Regions from separate parts of the Cyprinus carpio genome. Here region 1 is linked to region 2. Evidence: chromatin contacts called from public Hi-C data. All regions are on one chromosome and are shown on one strand. The core of a region is the stretch at or near the end of the contact, and the rest is flanking DNA. Distances in the headings are between cores, read along the strand shown.

What was found. A called contact is a pair of places that touch in the nucleus more often than the background predicts.
Region 1: a Hi-C map of liver shows a contact between it and region 2, with 6 times the contacts expected there. The contact joins the promoter of LOC109070452 here to the promoter of LOC109047221 in region 2. A contact is called at or near these places in 4 of 8 Hi-C or Micro-C datasets (liver, red blood cells and skeletal muscle).

Annotation. Positions count from the first base shown.
Region 1 is chrA22:5,878,493-5,884,802 of ASM1834038v1, reverse strand. LOC109070452 (mid1-interacting protein 1-B-like) reads left to right here and starts at 1,630. Exons shown (of 2, transcript XM_019087028.2): 1 at 1,630-1,790; 2 at 2,148-3,413. The coding sequence starts at 2,381. The coding sequence ends at 2,821. It overlaps LOC109070454 (a long non-coding RNA gene), which reads left to right and starts at 5,501. Exons shown (of 3, transcript XR_006153257.1): 1 at 5,501-5,650; 2 at 5,760-5,947.
Region 2 is chrA22:5,716,660-5,723,069 of ASM1834038v1, reverse strand. LOC109047221 (renin receptor) reads left to right here and starts at 4,804. Exons shown (of 9, transcript XM_019064921.2): 1 at 4,804-4,960; 2 at 5,808-5,938; 3 at 6,025-6,153. The coding sequence starts at 4,909. LOC109047202 (BCL-6 corepressor-like) reads right to left here and starts at 263. Exons shown (of 14, transcript XM_042712377.1): 1 at 1-263.

The DNA.
Region 1 (6,310 bases), core at 381-2,880, 160 kb before region 2:
TTAATATTTGCATTGCTTTGACCTTTCTCTGTAAAACAATAGAAAAACAAAGCCAAAACCCAGGCATTTGGGGCATTTTAGAAATCCCGACCAGGACATGTATGGGGGAAAAGAGGACACATGGTCAACTTAATGTGTGAAAATTGCCTCACTTGTTAAATCATGTCTTGAAGGCAGGACGGTGTTCCCTTTCTGACCGCTAGATGGCACCACGATGTTGTTAAAAAACGTAACGGGGACACGGCTGCATCGAAAGGAGGTCTCCGTTCATGGGGAAAGCCCATGCAAATAATCATGCAGACATGGATTTTAATGCAGATATCGTGCCATCTGAAAATGAGAAGATCATAAAGCACATCTATATAATGCCCCCCCAAAATGTATGCCTAATGACCTATCTAATGTCTTAAAAATGATCTGAAACATCAAAACAAGTGGGGTCTACATGAACATGTTCCACTAACTTTAGATAGTGAAGTGTCCGAAAAATTTTGTCCTCATTTTATCATTTAAAACCCAAACAAACCTTATTTTGTGACATGCTTTGCATAAAGTGTTCTTGTGCTGTCTTTCTTTACGATAAAATTCATTTCCTTGATAGGCTGTTATTCAAAGCAATGACTAAAAAAAGTGACATGGGTGAACAAAAACAAATTTTGGTGAGGTTGTAGGCTATCTGTATTTGATTTCTGACATTCACTCTTTCGCCTGGTGTCATAGGCTATATATCTTGCATATTTGCAAGTTTGTATAATTTGCATAATTCCACGGATCTGTGCAGGCTTGGCATACAGTCTCTTTAGAAATAACCTTTGAACGTTTTTTTTAAATGAAAGTATAACTATATGTAAATTATAGACTACCCTGTTAAAAAAGCATATGCTAGTTAGGTATGTTTTGACGCTGGGATACTGTTTTATGCTGGTCCTTTGCTGGTTTTTGCTGGTTTATGGCAAAGGACCAGCATAAACCAGCAAAGGACCAGCATAAACCAGCAAAGGACCAGCATAAACCAGCAAAGGACCAGCATACCAGCGTCAAAACATACCTTTAAAACCGGCAAAGGACCATCTTAAACCGGCAAAGGACCAGCTTAAAACCGGCAAAGGACCAGCATCCCAGCGTCAAAACATACCTAACCAGCATATGCTGGTTTTTTCAGCAGGGTGTGTTATGTATTTTTGTCTCTTTTTGACAAAATAACATTTCAGCTTTCATAAAATACCTTTCTGATAGTGCGAAGAGAAATTTTTCAGTGTTTGACACACCGAATAGTACTTCAGTACTTACTTTCTTCATTTACCTCGAAAAGTGTTTAGATCAGAAAGCACCATTTACTGATACAAAAACAGAGTGTTTTTTAAATATTAAGTTTGGTATACGACATCTAAGAATGGAAAGTGAAAATAAAATCGAATGCAGAAACCGTTCTGGTACTGTAAGGTACTATCATCAGTCCAGTAGTTCCCTCGTGCTCTGTTCTTCTAGTTCACTGTCATGTCTTTGACCGTGAGCTGCAGCCTTGGCACGTTGCCGGATTCCCTTTCTTGCCCTCTGATTGGCTGTCGAGAGGCGCCGTCCTCCTGGCGACTGGCTTCTGATTGGACTAGAGCGGCTGAGCGGTTGTGGGCTGATGCTTCATTTCATGAATATTCATAAGCGCCTTAGAGCTACACGCGGCCTCACCCTCGGTCGGTTGCTAGACGAGTCTGTTATCTTTCAGCGACTTTATCACCGGTTTCCTTGCACTTTACGTTTTCGGATTTAAGGGAAGACGAATATCATCAAAGGTGGGTATTTAGAAGCCTGTGATATGTGTCAGACTCGATAGATTGACGCTTAGTTTGCCGGCCGGCTTTTCCTTTATGAAATCAAGGAGTGGTAGGAAGCATACAATGCGCGTTTACAATACAGTTTTTAATATAATTTAAATTAAATCTGATTTAGTTTTACTATAAATACTTAATAATTTGTATATTTAATTCTAAAGCATGCTTGTACATATTTTTTTTTAAAAAATACTAAGCTTATCCTTTATACTTATTGCCTTCTGTACCTCATTTTATAAATTCCACACTGATATTTATTTTGATTATATAATATTATGTGCATAACCATTAATCTTTCATGGATATGTGTTATTTCAGGTCACATTATCAGTTTACAACCTGGTCACATGTTTGATTGACGTGTGAAAGCCACGCCCTTGCTTTAAATCCACCTGCGCTTTCAGAAACGCACAAGGAATCTGGACACGAATAATAGTTGATAAACCCTCCGTTATATCTATCCGGACCATCCAGCCCAAGAATAACTACGTCTGTAGCTTCTCCTCGTTCTACATCTGAACAAAACCCTCCAGGTCCATAGGACGGTGAAGATGATGCAAATCTGTGATTCCTACAACCAAAAAAACTCTCTCTTCAATTCCATGAACCGGTTTATTGGTGCCGTGAACAACATGGACCAGACGATCATGGTGCCAAGTTTGCTGAGGGATGTCCCATTGAGACAGGAGGGGGAGAAAGAGGTGAACTCCTTCCAGGATGGAGACATGTATGGCTCTTATGTGCTCCTCAAATCAATTAGGACCGATATCGAATGGGGTGTGCTTCAAGCCGATGAGAGGCGCAAGGAAAAGCATGGTGTGACGACGGCGCTGGAGATGTCTCGCATCGAGCCGAACGATGAGGATTTGGAGAAGCTGTTTCATTTTCATCTAAACGGACTGCACACGGTGCTCTCGAAGCTCACCCGGAAAGCGAACACTTTAACAAACAGGTACAAGCAAGAAATTGGTATCGGTGGCTGTGGGAATTGAAAAGAACAAGTTTGCTACATCTATTGCTGGTGGACCGCAAAAAAACGTTCACAAGAGGGTGCAGCAGGGGTTGAAGCCAAATGGGCCCCTGGTGGCTTCTGAGCATCTTTAATTCCCCGGATTGGAAAAAAATGACTTCTACTTGACGGCCGGTTTACAAGCACCCTTAATTCCCCTGCTAATATCCCTTGATATTGTTTGCACAACCTGGATTCTGGCTTGGAAACAGGCTTTTGAAATTTAACGCAATTTATTTAAGCAAACAAGCCAACATAAAAATAAAAAAAGATATGCGAAAGGCATTTCATTGGCTGAAATGGTAGTTTTGGCGGTGTGTTCATCTAGATTATAACAGGCTGGGCTGAGAATTAAAAACACTAATTATGTATAAAACGCACATTTCTACACTAAAACGCCGCTGGTACTTTATGACGTCACAATCGATGAGGGGATCGCATGAAGGTTCTTATGGATGTTGACAGATTCCTGAAAATTACGTCACATTACTGTTGGTCATTGTCTCAAAGAAAAGTTGTCATGTATTTTTTCTATCGCAAAGATGGTTCGGAAAATAAACATTTTGTAAATGCAACCCCACTGACGTGACTCTTTACTCACTGCTAGTGTTCAACTCTTGATTAACAATGAATTGTTTTTTTTCTGGGAGGTCCTTGCAAGATATCACTTTACAGTATACGCCTAGTGTACTTGCCTTATCGTGCTCGGCAAACATTGGCCTGTGTTGGTGTGCACAGCTGCTGCTGAGGTCCGCAGAGGGATCAGGCATATTATGTTAAGACCTGGCAACATCTGAAAGAGCCAGGCACCTGCAGTGCATTTTTCCAATTCGCGCGCTGACCGCTGCACTTAGACGGACGTCTCTAATCTGAGCTGCACACTAATTAACGGCCATCTTGTAATGCTCTGTAGAGACTGAATTTTCAAGCTAGTAAAGATTACTAAAGGTGCTATACCATTAGAAAAAAATTATTGAGATGGAATTGTAATGCTCTGTAGAGACTGAATTTTCAAGCTAGTAAAGATTAACCACTAAAAGATCTTTTACTCGTTAAAAAAAGAATCTAGCTTTATTTGTCTTAAAAGTTTGAGTCAACCAAACTGAATTCATAGTATTTCATGCTAAAGTCTTGTATTCTAATAGAGTCTATAGTTTGAAGTTTTTGTCTGATGATGACGTGCACTAAAATGTAAACAGACATGCGCAACTGCACTCAAAACAAATTTACACTTAAGATTTGATCTGGTTTTGAAGTCAAAAAAATAGATTTTGCTTTAATTGTTAATCGTCACAATGATTAAAGGGATACTCCACCCCAAAATGAACATTTTGTCATTAATCACTTACCCCCATGTCGTTCCAAACACCCAAAATCTTATCACACAAACAGGGTTCTAAATTAACTTTTTTGATCACCGGCACCGGGAGGCTTGTGACTGTCCCATAGACTGCCAAGTAAATAACAGTGTCAAGGTCCATAAAAGGTATGAAAGTCGTCGTCAGAATACTCCATCTGCCATTTCGATGTGAACAAAGCTCTGGGTTATATGAAGCAACAGGATTAATGACAAAATTGTATTCGGGGTGGAAGAAAGCAAAAAAAAAAAACTTTATTCAAAAATTCCTTTGTCCACAGTCTCCTCTGTGTCTCTCATATCACCGTATGCTGCGTATGCTCTTCTGTATTATCCACGCCACAAGGATGCGTCTTACAAACGTATATTTAGTTTTGATTTGAAAGAACAACAGCGGATCCTAGATTGCACGTCTGATGGCAGATGGAGTATTCTGATGACGAATTTCATACTTTTCTGGACCGTGACACTGTTATTTATTTTTGGCAGTCTATGGGACAGTCACAGGCCTCCTGGTTTTCATCCAAAATATCTTAAAATTGTGTTCCGAAGACGAACAAAGCTTTTACGGGTTAGCAAGACATGGGGGTAAATTGATTAATACAATTTTCATTTTGGGGTGGAGTATTCCTTTAATGTAAAAAAAAAAAAAAAAAAAACATTTAAAAATTAAACGATGCACAGAAGACAAATTCATGTTTCGACATCAGCTTAAACTAATCAGGTTTTACTTAAACTGATAATGATCTTTAAGTGTAAAGTGTAAACAAAAATGTAAAAACACATGCACACAAGACAAATTTACATTTAAATTTTATTTTTGACATCGAAATCATCAGATTTTACTATACCTTTTAATGAACTTTATACTGATAAAATGTCAATATAAAGTGTAAACAAATTGTAAAACATATGCACACAAGACTAAATTACAATTAAAATTTTATGCTCTAACTGATAAAATATTCAAGTGTTTTCTTGGTGTAAACAAAAGCACATGATGAAATTACATTTACGTTTTTGTCTAGTTTTGACACCAAAACATTGCTTAAACTGTTAAAGATCTTCTACACAGATAAAATGTTTTGTCTGGTACTTACATCAATTCTTTAAACATCAAAACATCATACATCAAAACTTTTAAAATAAAATACACTTTGCCTTACACAAACAACAAAAGACCAAAAGTAATACAAACTTTTAAAAGACTTCACACTTTTCCAAACTGTAAGAACCAAACAAAATACTAATACTCTTAGAACTTCACTAAAAACATCATTTTTATACACTTCACCTTTGTCTGTTATCTAAGAGCCAAACAATCTACAATTGCTCTTTGAACGTCATGTATCATGGTGCTGGTCAGACTATTAGACAAACTGACCTTTAGTACTGATGGATCCATAATAGTTCCACCATGATAAAACATGACACAGTAGATAAAGCTGATTTGAGGTGAGTATCACCTGTTTGTCAACTTTCCTTTTTATTTCTTGCATTATTCATAGTCTTAACACTTCCGGCTGACATTTTTCTCTCGTCTTCCTTTTCGCACCTTAATTAGGGATGCTGGGAGAACTATACAGGAAAGAAGGCCATCAGTTGGATTTGCTGATCTAGCATTTCTCCTGCTCCGACTGATTGTCTGCCATCTAGCTGATGTAAGACCAGCCCGTGGTGTGACATACTGAAACTTCCAGGCAGTAAGATGGAGTTTTGGAGGATCGTAAGACCACTGGTGTAGGATATGAGGTATGAAGCAACTTGTCCTCTGGGTGCACAAAGGAGTTCTGGGATCAGGTGCAACTCAAAAGCACACACTAATGCATTTCTTTGAAGAGAATCAAAGCCAAAAAGCTTGTGGTGCAAAAACTCCAAGGACGGAAAATGAGGGGAAATTGGGAGAATTGATATTACTCAGAATTCGTCTAACCGTTCATTTTAAGTTATCTTAAAACAAGGCTGGCTAGGTGTAGATTAGTAGAAAAGTGAGTTACAAAATAGCAGGAAAGGCAAAAGGCCATTTTGTCAAGAGGATTGTGTCTTGTCTCCGAGCGCAGGAAAATATCTGTCTTGTTATAGTCTCTCGCTCTTTAGAGTATTTGGCGTCTCTCT
Region 2 (6,410 bases), core at 3,555-6,054:
CCGTGTAGAATTCAGCGAGAGGGGGGTGTTTCGCACAGCGTAAACAAAATTAATCGGCAGTGCCGCTGAGAGGCTTCTGGAAAACCACAAAACGGCATTTTTGGCTTATATCATAAAGCGCGCAGGAGTTGGTTGGCGGATTTATAGGGTGTTTTAAACCTTATAGATGGCTTATTTAGATATAAAAGTGACTATTTTAAGCAGAACAAAATTCTATTTTATATTTTCAACGAAAGCTGGAGCATGCATTTAAATCCAATTTCAACAAAATGCTTTAAACGCCATTAAACCCTTGTTCACCTTTTTGAGCACTTAAAGACGTACCCGAAATAAAATGGCAACACTCCTTCACATTTTTTGTGCTTTTGTTGTCAAAAAGTGAGAATTAAGGTCATATATTAGTTATTGGGATTTTATTAGAAATGCGCTTGCATAAAAAATGTGATAATAAAAAAAGACAGACCACGCTGGGGCCTAGAAATATGTCATCTCAAGTCAAAAGGACAAATTGGACAAATATCATTAACAAGCTTTCTTAAAATAGCCTGTTTAATGAACGTTTTAACAAAAACAAAAACAAATTCTGAGGACGTTTTAAGTGCTAAGAATATTTTTTTCAACCTCGGAACCAAATTGTTCTGAAAATTCAAATAATATGAACTTCAAATAATATGAACATATAATATGAAATAATATTCATCCTATTCAACATGACCTGGCCTAGTGAAATGATTAAGGTCCCACAACCTAAACTTGAATGTGTGGGGAAAAAAAAAAAAAAAAAAAAAAAAAAAAAAATTAAACATCATTTTAAAACATTAACAAACATTAATATGTTAGCTGAGATGACGTGCATTACATTTAAATAAGCACTAATTTAAGTAGTATGTTCGTAAATATGACGATTTGTTTGTGTATGATGTTTGTGGCCGCTCTGCGCGAGAGGCTGTTTTTGTCGCGCACACACACACACACACAAGAGGAGCAGGATAATCGCGCGAGCTGCGTTTGTAACAGGATTGCTCAGGGCTTTGACGGAGGATGTATTGGCCACCGCCTAACGGGCAAACCCTTCCCCCACGCGCAAGCATCATCCCCGGGGGAGGCGACCTGGAGGTCACAGCGCTGGGGAACGCGCTTAAAGAGCTCGGGAGCGTGCTCAGAGTCCTATATTCACAGGCGGACGATTCGTGCTGTAACAAAATTAGAGAACAGAGTTCGTATAAGACGTCTAGTATAAAATATAAGGGGATGCAAGGGTCCTGTAAAAAATACTTTAATCTAATTTATGTATAAGATTATAAAGTAAATGTTACTAACACCATTAAAATGATCATATTCAGTTCTGTTTCTAAAGAGATCCAGAAAAGTTCTATGATGTTGTCTGATATTTTGGTCGGAATTGTGTTTTTGTCAAATAAAAGCAGTAAAAGTCCGGTTTTTGGATGGCAATTTTGAGTTATTTCTTTAGAAAATCTAAATAAAGTAGGCTACGTTGAAAAAGTTATTTACAATCTCAATGATCTGGATCTCTCAAGCAAGTTAGTCTATATAAAATATTGTTATTAATTAATCCAAATAGTATTGACCAGTAGCAAGTAGCCTAAAAGACCCAAATTCAGTCAAAACAGACACTATTTGAAGACTATAAAATGTAGCCTACAGTTCTGAAGAGATAATAAAAGACAACGATAATTTTATCTACTGATAAGAAAGAAAGAGACATTGAGAGCAGCGCTCAAATACGTGAGAATGTATTGAGTTGATGATGTGTTCAGTTTGACATACATATTTAAACAGCGAATCCCCTAAAATAAACTGGCCAGGGTCTTATAGGATATTAGAATTCTTCAGCTGAAACAAACGCTCCCGATTCATTGAAATCTAAATAAATAAGAGGCGAGTTTGGTGGGCTTTTGTGTTGTTTAATCTGATCTCTTCAAGGCCGCCCCTACCTTCCCCCATGAAGCCTTCATTTATACATGCATGGGGTCTCTCTCCCCCCCGTCCCACCCTCTACAGCTCTCCATTGTGTTCAGTGCCCGAGGCGCTGTGCTTGGCGTTCTCTCGCGGAATAAAGAGACAGAGGAAGGGACAGAGACGAGCGAGTGTTCATCAGCGCCGGGGTTAATGTCCGCTCATCGAGGCAATACTGTCACTCGCAGACCTGATCTGTCCTTCAAACCCTTCAGACCAGCAGAGAACCGTCTGAATTGTTCCAGATCTATCTATCTATCTATCTATCTATCTATCTATCTATCTATCTATCTATCTATGTTCTATTGCTCTATATCATTCTCGTTCTGTAAATAAATAGTTAAAAAATAAAAAGCTTTACATTGCTTTGCTATTCAGAATACATTAAAATAAAATAAAAACTCAATTAAAAATGAAACATACAATAATTACTAGAAAAATAAAAACGAATCTCATTAAAAGGGCGAAATGGTTGAAAACAGAAGTGTTTGAATGAATGAATTATTAATTATAATAATAATAATAAATACATGAAAAGATCTATCTCTCTCTCTCTCTCTCTCTCTCTCTCTCTCTATATATATAATATAGATATATATATAATATATATATATATCTCTATCTATCTCTCTATATATATATATATATATATTTTTTTTTTTTTTTTTTTTTTTTTTTTTGCAAAGACACAATTAATTTAAAAAAAAGGGCTGAAATTGTTAAAAGCAGAAATTTTGCCTTACATAGCTTGGTACAATGTTTTATTATTATAACTTCAAAATAAATAAATAAATAAATAAATAAATAAATACATTTCTGCTTATATAATATTAATAATACTAATAAAAAATAAAAAAAACTAACTAAAAGGCCACTATTGTCAAAAACAGATGTGCCTAGCTTGGTACGATATTTTATTATTGTAACTTTAAAAAAAAAATATTCAAGTAGCCTACATTTAGCTTATTTTTTTTTTTTTTACAAAAAAAGAGGCTACTATAATAATAATAATAATATTTTAATATCACATATTTATCGAGAGATATGTTTAGGTCACATGGAGTAACCCTAAAAAATATTCAACATATATTTATGAATCATAGATATGCCCTGTCAGTGTGTGTCGGCAGTGTCCCGTCGGGTGGGCGATCGCTGGGTCAGTCTAATTGTCGGCTATTGAATTTCCTAATGGAATGTGAAAATCAGAGGAGGCGTGTCGCGGGGTCGCGCTCAGCAGTCAGAGCTGCGGCGCGCTCCAGTCCCGCTTCTCAGGGCGAGAACGCGCCTCAAACAAGACACTGTGCAGGACAAGATCTCCTCCGCGGGTAAGACACGGGAAACGAACTGCTTTTGAAGCGATCGTGTTAAATGGATTATGTTTTGGGTGATTTTCCGAGTTGGTTATTGACTGAAAGAGCAAAGCTGTTTTCTGAACATAGCCAGTTAATTGCAGTAGGCTATAGGCTATCATATAACATGCGAATTATCATTTTGCTAATGCTTTTACAATTATGTGTTTATAAGTATATATTTATGCATGCAGCTTTTATTTTTCATTGATGGAAATAGCATATGCACCATATGCACTCCAAATATTAATGTTAATTTCAATGCTTTTGATGTAGCCTAAATAAAAATAAAAAGTTGTGCATCAACTCTTCACGGCCTACTTTTGAAAAGAAGAATGCCATAATTTTACCATATGCAGCTGTACCCTGTATTTAATTACCAAACACATTCTCAGTGTCTGATTCATCATTAGTAGAATCTGATGATCAGCCTGCAGCCCACCAAGAAGATATCTATATATAAATAACTATCATGCATGCATGCAGCCTCTTCCCTTAGATTACAACCCAGACTTTATTTCAAGTGCATTAGTTTTTGACTTATTGATTTATTTTAAAATATCAAGAGTCATATAAGGCTTCTCGGCCGAACATATGGTGAAGGTCTGCCTTAGGAGACAGTGAAAATCATCTCACAGGGGCTGGGAAATGATCTCTGGCTCGTGGGGCTCGAAACCAGCGCTCAGTGACGGAGCAAGAGCTCCTCCAAGAGGATAACAATGATATTACAAGAAAACCAGCAAGGTTGAAGAGGACGATACGGGTTTGGAAAAGCAAGATCAAGTTCCTCATTTTGTATTCAAATAATAAAAACAAGAAATAGATTATATGATCTACAAATTGCTATAGTTTAACTGAAGTAATGTTTTTATTATGATTATTATTACTAATTATTATTATTCTGGCTTTTTGAGTTGCAGCAGTAGATGGAATCAAATCAAAGTGTATTTATCAATAGCTATAATTATAGGTAGGCTATTATTTAAGTATTTCATTAGAAGACAGACCTTATAGTCAGGTTAGACATAGTGAATTTAACCAGGGACGTTACAATGTAACGCACAATTGTGTTTATCGACAGTACAATCCATTCAAAAAAGGCTACTTCTATCCCTCACAGCCTCGTTTTCATTCCTGTCAGTAAAACATGTAAATCATAAAACTTAGGCTATAAAAAGGTTATCAAATCAAATTTAAAATTAGGAGAAAGGTCACCAACCTACAGATGAACACGCTCATGCGCTGCATGTTTTATTCATACTCGACGCTGGAGGGCGCTCTCGTACAGAAAGTCCGCAATTTATATACAGTATAATTACCCAATGATATAATTGGGGATCAAATATCTTATGGCTCCACGTGAATTTTATTCGGTGGCAAAGGGGCCAAAATGCCTCTTTTTTTGTTGACGTTGAAGGTTGCAGACCCTAGCTAGATTAATTAAATGAGTTTAAAAGTCCCGCAGTGAACGCCGAAGCGCTACAGGAACAGCAGCAACGTCATGACGCACGACGTCACGCGGGCGCGGGTCATGTGACCCGTATTGCGAGGAAGTGGAGTCCATCAGAAAAATCCTCCCGAGATGAATCGAGCAATTATTAACACGGCGTTTGCGCTTTTAGCCCTTTTATCAGGTACATTGACGTTATACTTTATCTTTTAGATCTACGTGGTTTTTACGGTGTGTTTTTAGCGATCTTTTAATGAGATAATGTCGACTGTAGTAAGGTGCCGTAATCCGCAGTCATGCAAATCGATCCAGTATCTCTCGTTTATACAATTAAATTAATTTAATCCAAAATAATTTATGTGCATTTGCTACGATATTGTGTTAATGTTGCTTTATGCTGTTAAATAAAAATGGGTTTGCTACTAAATGTTGATAGTGAATGAGGAAGCCCGAGCAGGTCACGTGACAGTCATGTTCATATAACAAATCCTGCAGTGTTGATTAATATCATGGTTATGATACTATTATTGTGGTTTTTAAACCGATCATTGTGTTAGGAAATGAGGTTTCAATCTTTTAGATGTTTGATTATGATGATTAAGTGTCATTATTCTCGTGCAACCTGAAATTTGAAAGACATTTATGTAGAAATACCCAATTTATACTGTGGAAAAATCAATATTATAATTATGTAATTTTATTTTTGTCACGTCACATTATATTTCTTCTTTTCTGCTCACTATAGGAAGTACTGATGCATTTATTTATTTATATATTTGTATCATTATATAATTATTTTAGTCTTATTTATATTAAGTTAGTTAGTAAAATCATATTTTTATTATTTATGCTTTCCACACAAATCAAAACATCTTAATTTCATTTTTTTTTTCTGTAGACTTTTCCACACACCTCAAAATATCTGTATGGCATTGCATTAGACTTTAAAATGTCAAAAAAAGTGTGATTTATTGTAAAGAAAGATTGTGACAATTTTTATCAGCATTGCTTCCGGTTTTATTTTTCATCAGGTGTTTTGGGTGACAGTTTGACTGTTTTGCGCAGCCCGCAGTACGTCACCTTCCGGGATGGACAGTGGCCCATATCAGGAGAAAAGATCCCTGATCTAGTCGCCCTGACCATGGGCTTCTCCATCCATGAGGTATAACATCTGTTTAATCCTGTAAAGGCACATCTGATCATGTCTTCACGTAAACTCTGTATTAAGCTTCTGGTATTTATTTGTAGGATCTTGACTGGCCAGGTCTGGCTGCCGGTTCGCTGTTCCAACGCCCGCGTGCAAACGCTCTGATCGTCGTGCGTGGCTTGGACAGTCTCGACTTTCCGAAAAACATTTCCTCTTACCCTCTTGAAAATGTGAGTAATGCATTCTCACGCGCATGAGTTATTTTAGGTTCTGTGGTGCATGAATGCAAAAGAAGGGTTTGTCTCGCACTTTCTTGCTTTTATGTCTTTGATTCAACGTGTAGTTGTCAGTTTGACCTTTAAATGAATGAGTGAAGTTAAATACCTCAGACCCTGAAAACAGAAAAGAAAATGTTCAACAGCTCATTTTTATGTTCTAGAAAATGAGGATGTTTTAGGATTGATTAACCATGGAGATTCCCTGCAAG